3 separate regions of the Mus musculus genome follow, and all the other regions are linked to region 1. Evidence: chromatin contacts called from public Hi-C and HiChIP or PLAC-seq data. All regions are on one chromosome and are shown on one strand. The core of a region is the stretch at or near the end of the contact, and the rest is flanking DNA. Distances in the headings are between cores, read along the strand shown.

What was found. A called contact is a pair of places that touch in the nucleus more often than the background predicts. HiChIP or PLAC-seq counts read pairs in DNA pulled down with a chosen protein or histone mark.
Region 2: an H3K27ac HiChIP or PLAC-seq map of regulatory T cells shows a contact between it and region 1, with 7 times the contacts expected there. The contact joins two enhancer-like sites. A contact is called at or near these places in 7 of 39 promoter capture datasets (the 3T3-L1 cell line, the HPC-7 cell line, cranial neural crest and 4 more), 8 of 484 Hi-C or Micro-C datasets (CD4 T cells, CD8 T cells, the HL-1 cell line and 4 more) and 6 of 115 datasets of contacts at active chromatin or transcription factors (CD8 T cells, acute myeloid leukemia, embryonic stem cells and 3 more).
Region 3: a contact with region 1 is called in a Hi-C map of CD8 T cells, with 2.3 times the contacts expected there. The contact joins the promoter of Tnfsf8 here to the enhancer-like site in region 1. A contact is called at or near these places in 2 of 39 promoter capture datasets (both in liver), 4 of 484 Hi-C or Micro-C datasets (CD4 T cells, CD8 T cells and T follicular helper cells), 5 of 115 datasets of contacts at active chromatin or transcription factors (CD8 T cells, bone marrow-derived macrophages, effector CD8 T cells and 1 more) and 1 of 9 other capture datasets (liver).

The regions. Positions count from the first base shown.
Region 1 is chr4:63,386,294-63,390,538 of GRCm38.p6, reverse strand. Akna (AT-hook transcription factor) reads left to right here. Exons shown (of 22, transcript NM_001045514.3): 5 at 3,386-3,542; 6 at 4,155-4,245. It overlaps Aknaos (a long non-coding RNA gene), which reads right to left. Exons shown (of 4, transcript XR_003955426.1): 2 at 3,159-4,245; 3 at 2,104-2,348; 4 at 1-1,863. Among named protein-coding and RNA genes, the nearest start is that of Gm52742, 6.9 kb to the left of the region's middle. Within about 2 kb of position 1,353, at least 122 of the 459 cell types and tissues checked have an H3K27ac peak or open chromatin away from gene starts, as enhancers often do. A contact at or near this core is called in CD8 T cells, T follicular helper cells, Th17 cells and 3 more, where this site is marked.
Region 2 is chr4:63,839,608-63,843,623 of GRCm38.p6, reverse strand. All of the region lies in intron 2 of Tnfsf8 (tumor necrosis factor (ligand) superfamily, member 8), which reads left to right. Among named protein-coding and RNA genes, the nearest start is that of Tnfsf8, 20 kb to the left of the region's middle. Within about 2 kb of position 1,528, at least 23 of the 459 cell types and tissues checked have an H3K27ac peak or open chromatin away from gene starts, as enhancers often do. A contact at or near this core is called in CD8 T cells, Th17 cells and regulatory T cells, where this site is marked.
Region 3 is chr4:63,859,461-63,863,629 of GRCm38.p6, reverse strand. It overlaps Tnfsf8 (tumor necrosis factor (ligand) superfamily, member 8), which reads left to right and starts at 2,346. Exons shown (of 4, transcript NM_009403.3): 1 at 2,346-2,780. The coding sequence starts at 2,571.

The DNA.
Region 1 (4,245 bases), core at 104-2,603:
CTGAACCAGAATCCAGTCCCAGACTAAGGGTGTCCCCTCCACTTGCAGACAAAAGGCTAAGCTGTGAGTGTCCTAGAGCAAGTGTGAGACACAAAGGTGGCACGTCCCCGTGGATCTGTCTGTTCTTTGCAGATGGTATAGTTTCCTCAGGTCTGGGATCCCTAGATCTGGTCCAGCATGGTGTGTGGGACAAGCCTACAGACAGGCAGGCCATGGTGATAGGAGAATATCCACTGGTGATTCTGTTAACTGCTATCCTAAGTCATTTACAACTGGGCACAGAGATAACCTCTCTGTCACATAAAACCTAGCAGGGTCACACAAGGTAGAGGTGCCCGAGCTAGGTTTTGACCCTGAACACTGGCTGCAGGGCCCATGGCTCACTTACTCTGACAAAGCCAAGCCAGCAACGCTCACCGAATCTGCAGCCAGAAAAACTGCCAGGGAAGGCCGAGCTTAGATCTAGGAGCGTCTAGGAACCACACAGTCTGGGGAGCATGGGCTAGGGGACCAGGACTAATTAGGAGTCATGGGTGGGCTTTACTCTGTGTGCTGACTCTAGAATCTGTGGTGATGTCACCACTCGCTGTCCTATTGCGACTTCCTCCCAGCTCCTGTCTCGGCTTTAGGGGGATGTGAAACCGGTGAGGAGACAGAAGCCACCCTTAAAGGAATTGGGGATGATGTCAGCACCTTTCGTGAAGTGTGTTCTGCTGCCACTCTGGAGCAGAAGCTCCTGATGGGGTTCAGTGTATATGGGGGGGGGGGGGCGAGGGCGGCTGTGTTTTCTTCCCACCCCTTTTGCCCCATTCATAGAGCTCATTACCATTTTAAAGGCTTGAGACCCCATCTGTGCCCAGAATACTCATAGGTTTAACCCCATGTTTCCCAAACTCGCTGGTCCACCCTGCACAGAGTCCCTAGGGCTTCTGAGTGTCACTGCATGGCAGTGTCACTGTCTGTCCAGAATGGCAGGTCATGGCAGGCACAGGCCCTACGGCTCAGCAGTTGCTAAGTGCCCTCCCTACTCCCTACTTCCTCTGGATGGCCAGGGCCTCACAGTCCTGGGGCTCTGTCTCCCTCGTTTCCATCCTCTGTATCTGGAAGCTGCCAGGTTCCTGCTGCTCCTCAGGTGGGGCCTTGGCACAGTGGGCGGGGAACACAAGAGGGCAGGGCCACCCCTGGGATTTGGGTCACCTCAGGAAGAAAAGGGTGTTGATAGGCAGGCCCCCACAGGCGAAGCTGAGCAGATGGCCCAGAGGATTATGAAAATCCAGCTTTGTTCTCAGCTAGGGAGGCTCAGGCAGGGGGAGGCAGTGTCACCAAATTACACTTGAGACAGCCAGGCTTCAAAGAACAGCTTATGCAAAGGGGCTTCCTGTCTGAAGGCTGTGGAACTCCTAAGTCAGGCCTATCTTCAGCTGCTTAGTCCCGATCATGGGGTGGCAGAGAGCAGTCAGGATAGCCCACCTGAGCTCTTAAATGGGTAGTAAGGCATCATAGGAGTGTATCTTTTTTACTGGTCCACTTTCACGGTGGCCATATTCACATAAGGATAGGGAGGATGTTGAAGATACAGGGATGATGGTTAAGGTTACGGTAATGGTGAAGACTATGATGGTGCTGATGGGAGTGATGTGGTGATGGTACTATTGGTGTTGCGCTGACGACAGGGAGGATGGTGATGGTGGAGATGCTGGTGACTGTATTAGTTACTCTCTTATTGCTATGATAAGATACCATGACCAGCCAACATACAGAAGGAGGGAGTTAGGTGGGTTTATGGCTCAAGGGTCCATCACCATCACGGTGGAGAAGCACAGTTGGCAGTCTGAACAGCAAGCTGAGCGCTCACAGCATAAACTACAAGCAGAAAGCAGAGGGAGCAAACTGAGACTTGCGTGTGGCACTCGAAGCCTCAGCGCTCGCTCACCCCAGTGATACACTTCCTTCAGCAAGGCCACATCGCCTAGTCCTACCCCCCCCCCCCCCACCAAAATGCCACCAGCTGGGACCAAGTATTCAAATTCCAAAGCTATTGGGGACAGTCTCTTCCAGACGATCACAGTTCACAGTGCCAGGTGAGAGCTACCATTTACTTACACTGACTTCATGCACGGTGATGCCAACTGTGCCATCCACTCCAGAACTGAGGTGTATCATGACGGAGCCTGAGTCGGTGCCTGGCCTCTGACTTTGGAGCACACATTAAGCCAAGCAAGCCAGACTGAGTATTTTCAGCTGTGGTTTCCACAACCTCTGTCAGGGCCGGCCCAGCTTGGCTGCTACGGTGTGAAAGCTGCCATTGGTGGCACACGATGGCAGATGTGCCTGCAGCCAGGGAGCCCCTGGATACAAAAGCAGACCCTGGCTCCCCATCTGTGTTCACACCCCTGCTTGGAACCAGGATTCCCTCCTGCTGAGCTCCAGTGTATCCCCCCCCCCCATCAGCTGCCCCCCTCCCTACACACTTCCCACACCATCTTCAAGGTCAGAGCACAACTAGAAGGCTCTGTTTGTGCACGTAACATCTCCTTCCTTCATTCAGACAGCCATCTACTATTTACTGTTTATCATTATCAATGTAGTTATTATTGGAAATATTTCATTAAAACGTTAATGATTATCATATATGTGTTACACACATATAATAACCATCACTAGTAACCATTATTGTTACCAGTGTAAGAGCTAGCTGGTGATCTCTTGTGGCACTTAACTTCTGGGAGTCTAGGGCTCGTAGGGGCTCACAGAGACTGAAGCGTCAATCTCGGAGCCCGCATGGGCCTGTGCTAGGTCCTCTGCATATATGTTATGGTTGCTTAGCTTGGGTTTTTTGTGGGGCTCCTAAAAGTGGGAGTGGGGGGTGTCTCTTACTGTTTTGCCTGCTCTTGGGACCCCTTTTCTCTTACTGGGTTGCCTCGCCAGCCTTGATATGAGAGTTTGTTCCTTGTATTATTGTAACTGGTTAAGCTGTGTTCCATTGATATCTCTGTGAGGCCTGCTCTTTTCTGAAGGGACACGGAGGAGCAGTGGATCTGTGCGGGAGGGGAACTGGGGGGAGGAACTGGGAGGAGTGAGGGAGGGAAGGCTGCTGTCAGGATATATCGTAGGAGAGACGAATTTACAAAAAGAAAAACAGGGAAAGTCATCCCTACCTGCCTCGTTTTCAGGACCTCTGGAAAGACAATAGGAGGCGGCTTTTAAGTCCTCCGCCCAGTGTAGGACCCACTGAAAAGTGGTGTTCGTGATTCCCAGGCTAAGGATGGGGCTCCTGTGTGGTGGAAGGAGGAAGGAGGAAGCCTGGATAACAGATGCGCTGTGGCCTCTTTGCAGTGAGCTCGCCCTGTCTGACTCCTTCCCTCCCTGCCTCCCTCTTCCTCAGGTGCACCTGTATTCAGACCCACCACAGCCCAGTCAGAGCTTCTGCTCGGGGTCAATGCCACAAGGAAGCAAGGTCTTATCCTTCTCTATCCCGCAACCCAGAGTAGCAGAGTGGTGGCCTGACCCTGCCCAGGATCCACAGGCCTCTGAGGCCACAGGTGAGTTGGGGAAGGAGCCAGGGCTTTTAAGCATCCCCCTGCTCATGGAGGGAGAACCTTAGGTCCACCCTGGGGACCATCCAGGGAGAGCCTTGGCTCAGCCACCTGGCCTGTTGGTTCTGTGGCGTGAGCAGTGTTCTCCCTGAGCCCATTGTAGACCCTGAAATGGACACATATGGCCCCAGTTAGTCCTCACACGGAGCTGGTGAGCAACACAAGATTTATAACACCAGCTTTTATAGTCCCGGGATAGTTGGAAGACTTGGGGCTCAGAGAGGCAAAGGTATACTGGGGTCACATAGCTTGGAAAGGAAAGGGCGAGGATTTGAACCTGCTTTTCCATGAATTCGAGCCTGTACTTACAACTGAGTCCATCAATCCCCCAGGCCTGACACCATCCCCTTACAGCTTTGATCTAGGCTAGACCCATACCTCATTTACTCTGGTAGGGGAGCAGCAGCATAGTGGCCAGCCCTCTCCCTACTACTGTGAAGGTTAGGCAGGAAGGGCCAAGCTATAGTTGATATGGTGGTCTGAGGAACCTCAGGGCTTCAACCTCAGCGGACTCGGGGACTGTCCTCAGCCCCAGGGTTCAGCGGCTGTGTATTTCAGGGTGGCCGTTCCCACGAACAGACCTGAGTCCCTCCTCGTCCCCCGGCGTGGCCACTCCAGGGCGGCTTCCTCAGAGCCAGGGCATTGCCAC
Region 2 (4,016 bases), core at 279-2,778, 450 kb before region 1:
TGGTACAGTAAGGAGCTGAAGTTCTGGGAGAGGAAATGACGGATCCAACACCTTCACTAGAACCACATGTTCTCTGAGAAGCACCATCTGCCCGGTCCTTATAGGAGTCGTTCTGAAGAAGTTGACTAGGTCACAAATCATCTGACTCGAAAGCCCCATTTCCCTGACCTGTGACTTGACCCGGGCACTCTCCCAGACTCAGGATCAGGAAGGCACCCTGAAGCTGCTTTCCCAGCAACGTCCTCCAGCTGTCTCCTGAGGCTTCAGTCCCGGGTGTGTGTAATGGCTACAGACTCATCTCTCCTCCCTTTAACCCTCACTGCTCTAGAATGATCTAGAAAGGCATTTCTACATCTCAGTCAACAATGTTCCCCATCTAAATAGGAACGCTAAAATCTGAAAGAGAATATTCCAGACTCCCAACATCCAAACATCAACTAAGCCTCTTCTCTCAGAATAAACCCCTCCAGACTCAGGCACTGAGGAGACAGATTGCAGAGATACAGTCTAGATGCTCAGTCCACAAATCTCTGGAGCCACAGCAAGATTCCTACTGCCTGGGGCACCTATACAAGTCTTCATATCCACAATAGACTATCTTATCATGGGTTCACAAGCTGATGAGACTTGAGTTGCATGACTGGTACCCCACAAAATATTGTCTAGGTCTTAGCAAGATCCCTGTGACTTTCAAAGCGGCCAGCCCACTTTTTGAACAGCACTGACTGGCCAAATATTCAAGCTCCCATCTCTGTGACTTGGGTTATAACTTGGGTGTCCTTCTTATATGTCTGCCCCGGAAACCATGTGAGGAAAAGGAGATCAGAGTGGTGTTAGTTGTCAGCTGAGAGCATTTTAAGCCTTCAGAAGCCACTAAGACTCTTGGGGTTTGAACCCCACCACGCATCCTTCACTCTTCTTTTGCTGACACCTCCAAAAGTGAAGTAACAGAGATGGCACCCTTCTCCAAGGTCTTCTTCCAGCTCAACAGTGTCAATCTCTCAATACCCAGCCCCTCCTTGAACCAACTCCAGCAATGGCATTCTTAGAAGGAGAAGCCTGTGCTTAGTCTTAAGCATGAAACTATCTAATCAATTCTTGAAGAAAAACTACAGTATGCCTGCCATTTGACTTCAGGAAATGCAAATGCTTCAAAATAAGGTAGACTTTTTCCATCATTGGGTTTCTCAGAATTACAGCTGAGGTCACCCCACTGTACACATGAAGACCAAAGGGGAAAAACAGAAGAAAAAAACGCCTGCATGTGTGAGAGACAAGCCTGGGCTTGTACTTCTGCCACCATCTGTAGATGCTCAGCTCTGGCAGATATCACCACAAGCCACCTGATACAGAGGGACCTTAGGACTAGAGAGATAGAGCCTGTTTTTGATGTGACATCCTGGCTTTGATCCAGGGCATGAATCCTACTTTTCCACCTAACTTAGAATCTGTGAGAGTCAGGCCAATATTCTCCCTGCCAGGGGAAAAAGCAAGCACTCCTTCTCACTACACTGATGCCCTTAGCACTGGTCCAGCCAGAGCTACAGAAGGAAATAAGAGAGATGGTCTAGTTGACTCCACTCAGCAAATGCATCTTCTTGGCTGATCAGTAGGAGAGACTAAACAGTAGTCTCTGCCAGGATGTGTTTTAAAGGACAACTGGCTTGATAGAGGCAGGGCATTCCACTTGACAGGAACCAGAGGTATGCAGGTGGAAGCATATCCATGTAGTTGTGTACTGGAGCTGCACGTCTCCAAACTTGTGTAGAGTGGGGGGAAATCCGTTTGGGCATTAGAGTCACACTGACTGAGTTTTGATCTCCACCCTACTAGCAACTAGATGTGTGGCTGAGAACAAGCCAGTTAACCCTTTCTTATTCATCTATTTATTTATTTATATTCCAACTGCTGCACCCTCATCCCATTCCTCCCTCACAGAGTCCTTCTTCCCATTTCCCCTCCCCTTCTCCTCTAGGAGGATGCTCCCCCACTCCTCACCCATATATCCCCTCCCACCCTGGAATATCAAGTCCCTGCAGGATTAATTATGCACATCCTCTCCTGCTGAGGCAATACAAAGCAGTCCTCTGCTTCATACTTCATACGGCATCTGCATCTGTTTCAGTCAGCTGCCGGGTAGAGCATCTCAGAGGACAGTTATGCTAGACTCCTGTCTGCAAGCACAACATGGCATCCGTAATAGTGTCAGAGATTAGTGTTTACCCAAGGGATAGGTCTCAAGTTGGGCCGTTATTGTTTGGCCATTTCTTCAGTCTCTGCTCCATCTTTGCCCACCCTCCAGTTAAACTTTTAAAACCTATAGTTTCTAATGTAAATAACAGAGATAACTGTAAACTATCTCTCATGGGATGATTGTAAAAATTAAATCTCTTATGGGATGCTTGTAAAAAAATGTAAAAATGAAATCATGGCTGTAGCATGCTCAGTAAAACATTACAGAAATAGTCAACATTAGTTATGATGGTGGTAGTGGTGATGACATTTATTACTATTAAGACACAGAATAAAATGAGGGAGGGTATGGGCTGATACTGGAGAGATTGGGAGGAGTCAAAAGCCCATCAGAGCTGTAGGGAACATAAATTAGAAAGTGATTCACAGCAAAGAGAGTCCGATTTGCATCTCTCTGGTTTCTTTTGGTTGATGTTCTACAGTCCCAAAGATGAGATTGGACAACAGTCACACTTCCTTAGACTATTACACTTTGGGATCAAATTTCTGGTTATACACATCCACGAGTATGTGCAGGGCAGCAACAAGCCTCACAAGAACACTGCTTAGATGATAATTATGGGCTAAGATCTAGAGAGTGGAAGCTGGCCTTCAGCCTTTGATGGGCCAGAAGCCCCGTGTGAGTCCAGAACAGCTAGAGATGAATACTGCCCCTACTTCTGCTGGGGGTTCCTCTAGTAGTGAGCTTGCTCAGACAGCAGAGGGAACCCTTCACTCAGCTTCTAGCTGTTCTCGGGGCCCCAGGGTCTTTCTCGAATGAATCTGGACAATAAGATAAAGGAAGTAACTGGTAGTACCCATGTGTCTCTGTTTAGTTTCTGTTTCCAGGATCTGTCCGTTGGTGAGTCGGGTGTTGAAGTCTCCCACTATTATTGTGTGAGGTGCAATGTGTGCTTTGAGCTTTACTAAAGTTTCTTTAATGAATGTGGCTGCCCTTGCGTTTGGAGCATAGATATTTAGAATTGAGAGTTCATTTTGTAGATGAACTTTTGGTAGATTTTTACCTTTGATGAGTATGAAGTGCCCCTTCTTGTCTTTTTAGATAACTTTGAGTTGGAAGTCAATTTTATTTGATATTAGAATGGCTACTCCAGCTTGTTTCTTCAGACCATTTGCTTGAAAATTGCTTTCCAGCCTTTTACTCTGAGGTAGTGTCTGTCTTTATCCCCGAGGTGGGTTTCCTGTAAGCAGCAAAATGTTGGGTCCTGTTTGTGTAGCCAGTTTGTTAGTCTATATCTTTTTATTGGGTAATTGAGTCCTTTGATGTTAAGAGAAATCAAAGAAAAGTAATTGGTGTTTCCTGCATGGTACTGGTACAGCGACAGACAGGTAGGTAGATCAATGGAATAGAATTGAAGACCCAGAAATGAACCCACACACCTATGGTCACTTGATCTTTGACAAGGGAGCTAAAACCATCCAGTGGAAAAAAGACAGCATTTTCAACAATTGGTGCTGGCACAACTGGTTGTTATCATGTAGAAGGATGAGAATTAATCCATTCTTATCTCCTTGTACAAAGCTCAAGTCTAAGTGGATCAAAGAACTCCACATAAAACCACAGACACTGAAATTTATAGAGGAGAAAGTGGGGAAAACCCTTAAAGATATGGGCTCAGGGGAAAAAATTCCTAAACAGAACAGCAATGGTCTGTGCTGTAAGATCAAGAATCGACAAATGGGACCTCATAAAATTGCAAAGCTTCTGTAGGGCAAAAGATACTGTCAATAAGACAAAAAGGCCACCAACAGATTGGAAAAGA
Region 3 (4,169 bases), core at 1,097-3,596, 470 kb before region 1:
GTGAGCAATCAGCTAGGCTCAGCCTTTCTACCTGACCTTCCTCTGCTCCGGCCAAGTTCTGCTTTTTTTTTTTTTTTTTTTAACATTTCCTGTGCAGTTTTACCTCCAAGAAGGATTTGAAAATAACTCAGCAAGGAACCTGTAGGATCCTGCCACATGCACCTTGTGTGGCTTAGGTAGAAATTGAAAAGAGCCTGTTATCACAGGGAGTTGACTGCTAGGTTGCCTGGACCAGATCTTGCAACACATGAAAAGCATAGAGGAGGTGAAGACAACAGGAGTAGGGAATAGGGTGCCTCTGAAATTTCACTAGCAGAGGATGCAACCACAAAAGAAGTGAAGTTGGGCCCACAAACTGTTAGTGACTGATCTGAAAATCTCAACTGTTCAGAAGGTTCTAAGAACAAAGGGTGATTTTCCCCCTTGTCAGCCCTCCCTCCTAGGACAATGTACAATATGCAAAACTGTAAGTATAAGACAAACATTTTTTTCCACTGCCTCCTCAGCCCCATGGGCCTTCAGGAAGACCTGAACTTTAAACGAAGCCTTTTTATTTTTCAACACCCACAGCTTCCATTCAGCAATCAGAAGTTTTCCACTTCGATCAAAGGGGCTAAACAGAGAGGGCCAAGGGAGCAGCCGGTTCTCAGCAGCTCTGGGCAGATTGCCACCCACTCCCTGTCCGTACCTACCAAAGGACAAGGCTTTCTCCCCAAATCAAACAAGTGTACCCCCCCAAAACACTAACTTGCCTTGCCCTATCTAAACCAGCAGGACAAGTGGCTAAGGACAAATCTGTCTTCCAAACCCCAGGCTCAGTTTCCTTGACAACCAGATGGAGACACTGCCCTCGAAGAAGATACTCACCAGTTCATTCCTCACTACCTATCCCTCCTCTGTGGTTTTTCATTTTATAAACTCACCAAAAAGGGCCTCTAGACCATCTCCTAAGTCTAAGCTGCCTTGCAGAATGCTCAAAGAGAGATCTACACAGATCCAGAAAGCTAAATAATCTGAGCTGGGCTTTGGATCCGGCATTTCTTTGGGGCTTCTGACATGTCCTGTGACCTGCAGAGGTAGTGTATAGTCAAAAGAGAAGGTGCTGTCTACCTCAAGGGAAATAGCAAGTGAGGTTTCAGAAGGCCACATCTGGAGGCAGCTCTGAAGCTTTTAGAGAATATTCTGAAAGAAAGGTCATTCATAGCAACAGATACGATCCAGCTCTGTGTCCCAGAAATCTATTTATTATATGAAATTCCAGACATGGCCCAGAGGGCAACTTGGGCTGTTTAACAGGAATTGTTCAACAACAGCTGCCAAGTCCATTCCCATTCAGGAAGCCCTCTTACATCATCCTGTTTGATCTTCCCCATGACTGCAAAGCAGACTGGGGTGAAAGCAGGGGCTGCGTTGACTTATTCAAGGAGCAATGCTGAGAAGAGGAAAGGCTAAGATGCAACCTGAGGTTTTCAGCCTGTAAGGAAAGGGTCCGGCAGGCTTTTGGAGCCAGGCTGGTTTGCATATACCACCAAGTTTTACCATTAGATTAACACTGGTAGATTTGATTAAGAATGCTTTTATGCTGGGTCTCAGTTCTCTATGCTGTGAAGAAGAAATACTACTTGCCTCTGAGGCTGGTGACGAGTGTGAAGTCAGCCTCTAAGCCAAGTTCCCAAGACTGTACCTGAGCCAGAATGTTCAATTCTAGTAACCTCTGTCCACAAACTCATCACAAACACCTGGAACACTATTTGCACCCCCATACAACCCACAGACACTTCACACACTCGTTCCACAGCACTGAGCCTCCCCTTCCTGACCCCCTCACTAATTTCTTCCCCTAGTATGAACTTTAGGGCAAGCCAGTTTCATCGGCAAATTTAACAGCCCTGGAGAGCACCCTGCAAGAGATAGAGGAGCTTTGGTTCAACAGCAAATTATTTCCAAATTCCTCTTCTCTCACCATGTCTTTGAAACTATCCTCAAATATCCTACTGCCACAACCTTGTCTCCAGGTAGGTAAATGCCCAAACAGTGGGCTCTTCTTTCCCAGAAATGGGTATGTTTCCAGTTTAGAGCATGCTGTAATTGTTGGACAACCCCAACAGTCATTGTGCTGCTGACAAAGGACTGCCATCTCCAGGGACCCAGCAAAGAGACTAATCTGGAAGCTTCCTGGGCCACCAGCATGGATCATGCAGTGTGCAGGGTCCCCGCGGCAAGGCGTTCTGTGGCTGAGCCTAAAGGAAACAGAAGTGGTTGGTGTACACTCACGCGGAACTGTCTCCTTCCTACCACCCGCTGACATCAACCATCGTCTATCTCGCTACAATTTCTCTGCACTCAGATTAATCCCAGGCGATGAAAAATGAACCTCTCCCCCACCCTTGCAGCCACCCTTCGCCTCACGCCCCCAGAGAAGAGTTTCTCCATCCGGCAACTGGTGAAGGCTTTTTTCCAAGTCACATGATCCAGGATGCAGGGGAAAATCCTTCTTGGAACAGAGCTGGGTACAGAACCGAATCAGATGAGGAGAGATAAGGTGTGATGTGGGACAGACTATATAAAGCATGGAGCCAGGGCTGCAACAAGCAGGCAGCTGTGGGGCTCCTTCCCCTGACCCAGCCATGCAGGTGCAGCCCGGCTCGGTAGCCAGCCCCTGGAGAAGCACGAGGCCCTGGAGAAGCACAAGTCGCAGCTACTTCTACCTCAGCACCACCGCACTGGTGTGCCTTGTTGTGGCAGTGGCGATCATTCTGGTACTGGTAGTCCAGAAAAAGGTGAGTAAACATCTTTTTTCTGCTTTTCTTTCCTCATTTATAATGTGTGTCCTCTAGAGGAACAGCTCTGGGAAGCTAATGAATAGTTTAACTAGGAGCAAAAAAAAAAAAAAAAAAAAAAAAAAATTTAAAAAGTGAAAATAAGTAAAACTATGCATATATAGAGAGAGATTATATCAGAGAAAAGGGGAAAAACTAGAAATGAACTTTCTGCACTCAGTGGGAATTTTTTAAAAGAAATAGAACTGGACATGAGCTCAAAAATTTCCAGATGTACTGGAGCCAACAGAAGAGCTGCTGACCTTGAGAAGTTAAGATTGAAGCCCAGATGGGTCACAGCCTCACAGTATGGAGGGAGGAAGCATAGGGAGCCCTGATGGCGAGTGCGCATGTGGGTATCACCTCTGTAAGGCGCTCATCCTAATTCTAAGGTTATGTCCTCAATCCGTGCTCCCAGGACTTCTGAGGCCTCTCTTTTGCCGAGAGTCTGTTGTTGCTATTGTTTGTTTGTTTGTTGTGGTTGTTTTCTTGCTTGCTTGCTTGTTTTTAGTGAGGAGCTACTTTTTAAAGACTGTGATATTTGAGAGAGAGAGAGAGAGAGAGAGAGAGAGAGAGAGAGGGAGAGAGAGAGGGAGAGGGAGAGAGAGAGAGAGAGAGAGAGAGAGAGAGAGAGAGAGAGAGAGAGAGGCCAAGTCTTCCCAGAGCTCTGCTATTTCAATGTTAAAACCCACAAAAGAAATCGAAAGCTTCCTCACAAGCCACTGGCTTTGAAGAGTTCAGGGTGTTGAAAAGTAGCAGTGTTTTTGTCACCTGTACCCTCTGAGATGCACACATAATGTGCAGGGCCACACCATCTTGGGAAATTTCGTTTGTTTGAAATGGGGGTAGGGGGAGAAAGTCAAACCGTAGCTTAGAAAAGTATCCTTGAGAGAGAACTCTTACACACTGTCTGGAAAGGACTGCGTGGTCAGCTCACATGACTCACAGGCTTGGGGTGAGATCCAGGCATGGTGATTTGGATACTGTATGAATACCACTGGTGCAACACCCTGCCCAAGTGTGAACTCACCTAATTTATAATTCTTCCAAGTTGCCTTGGACCACAGACTCTGCAGCATACTAGTTGCTGAAAGCTAGGGCCTTACAAGTATCAGCAAGTATGGATATTGAAATAAAGCTTTAAAGCTCCTTCCTCCTTGGCAGTGTAAGAAGGGAGTTATTCACACTTGGCCTGCAGAGCTGATGGGACACATCAGTTCATGGATCGTTTGCATCAGGCCAAGAAGGACTCGCAGACAAACCTCTGGGCACTTTCTCTTCTCTCCACATTCTCTACTTTCTGTCACTCTGATTTTCCATACACCAGATGTATATTGTTTTGCAGTAATG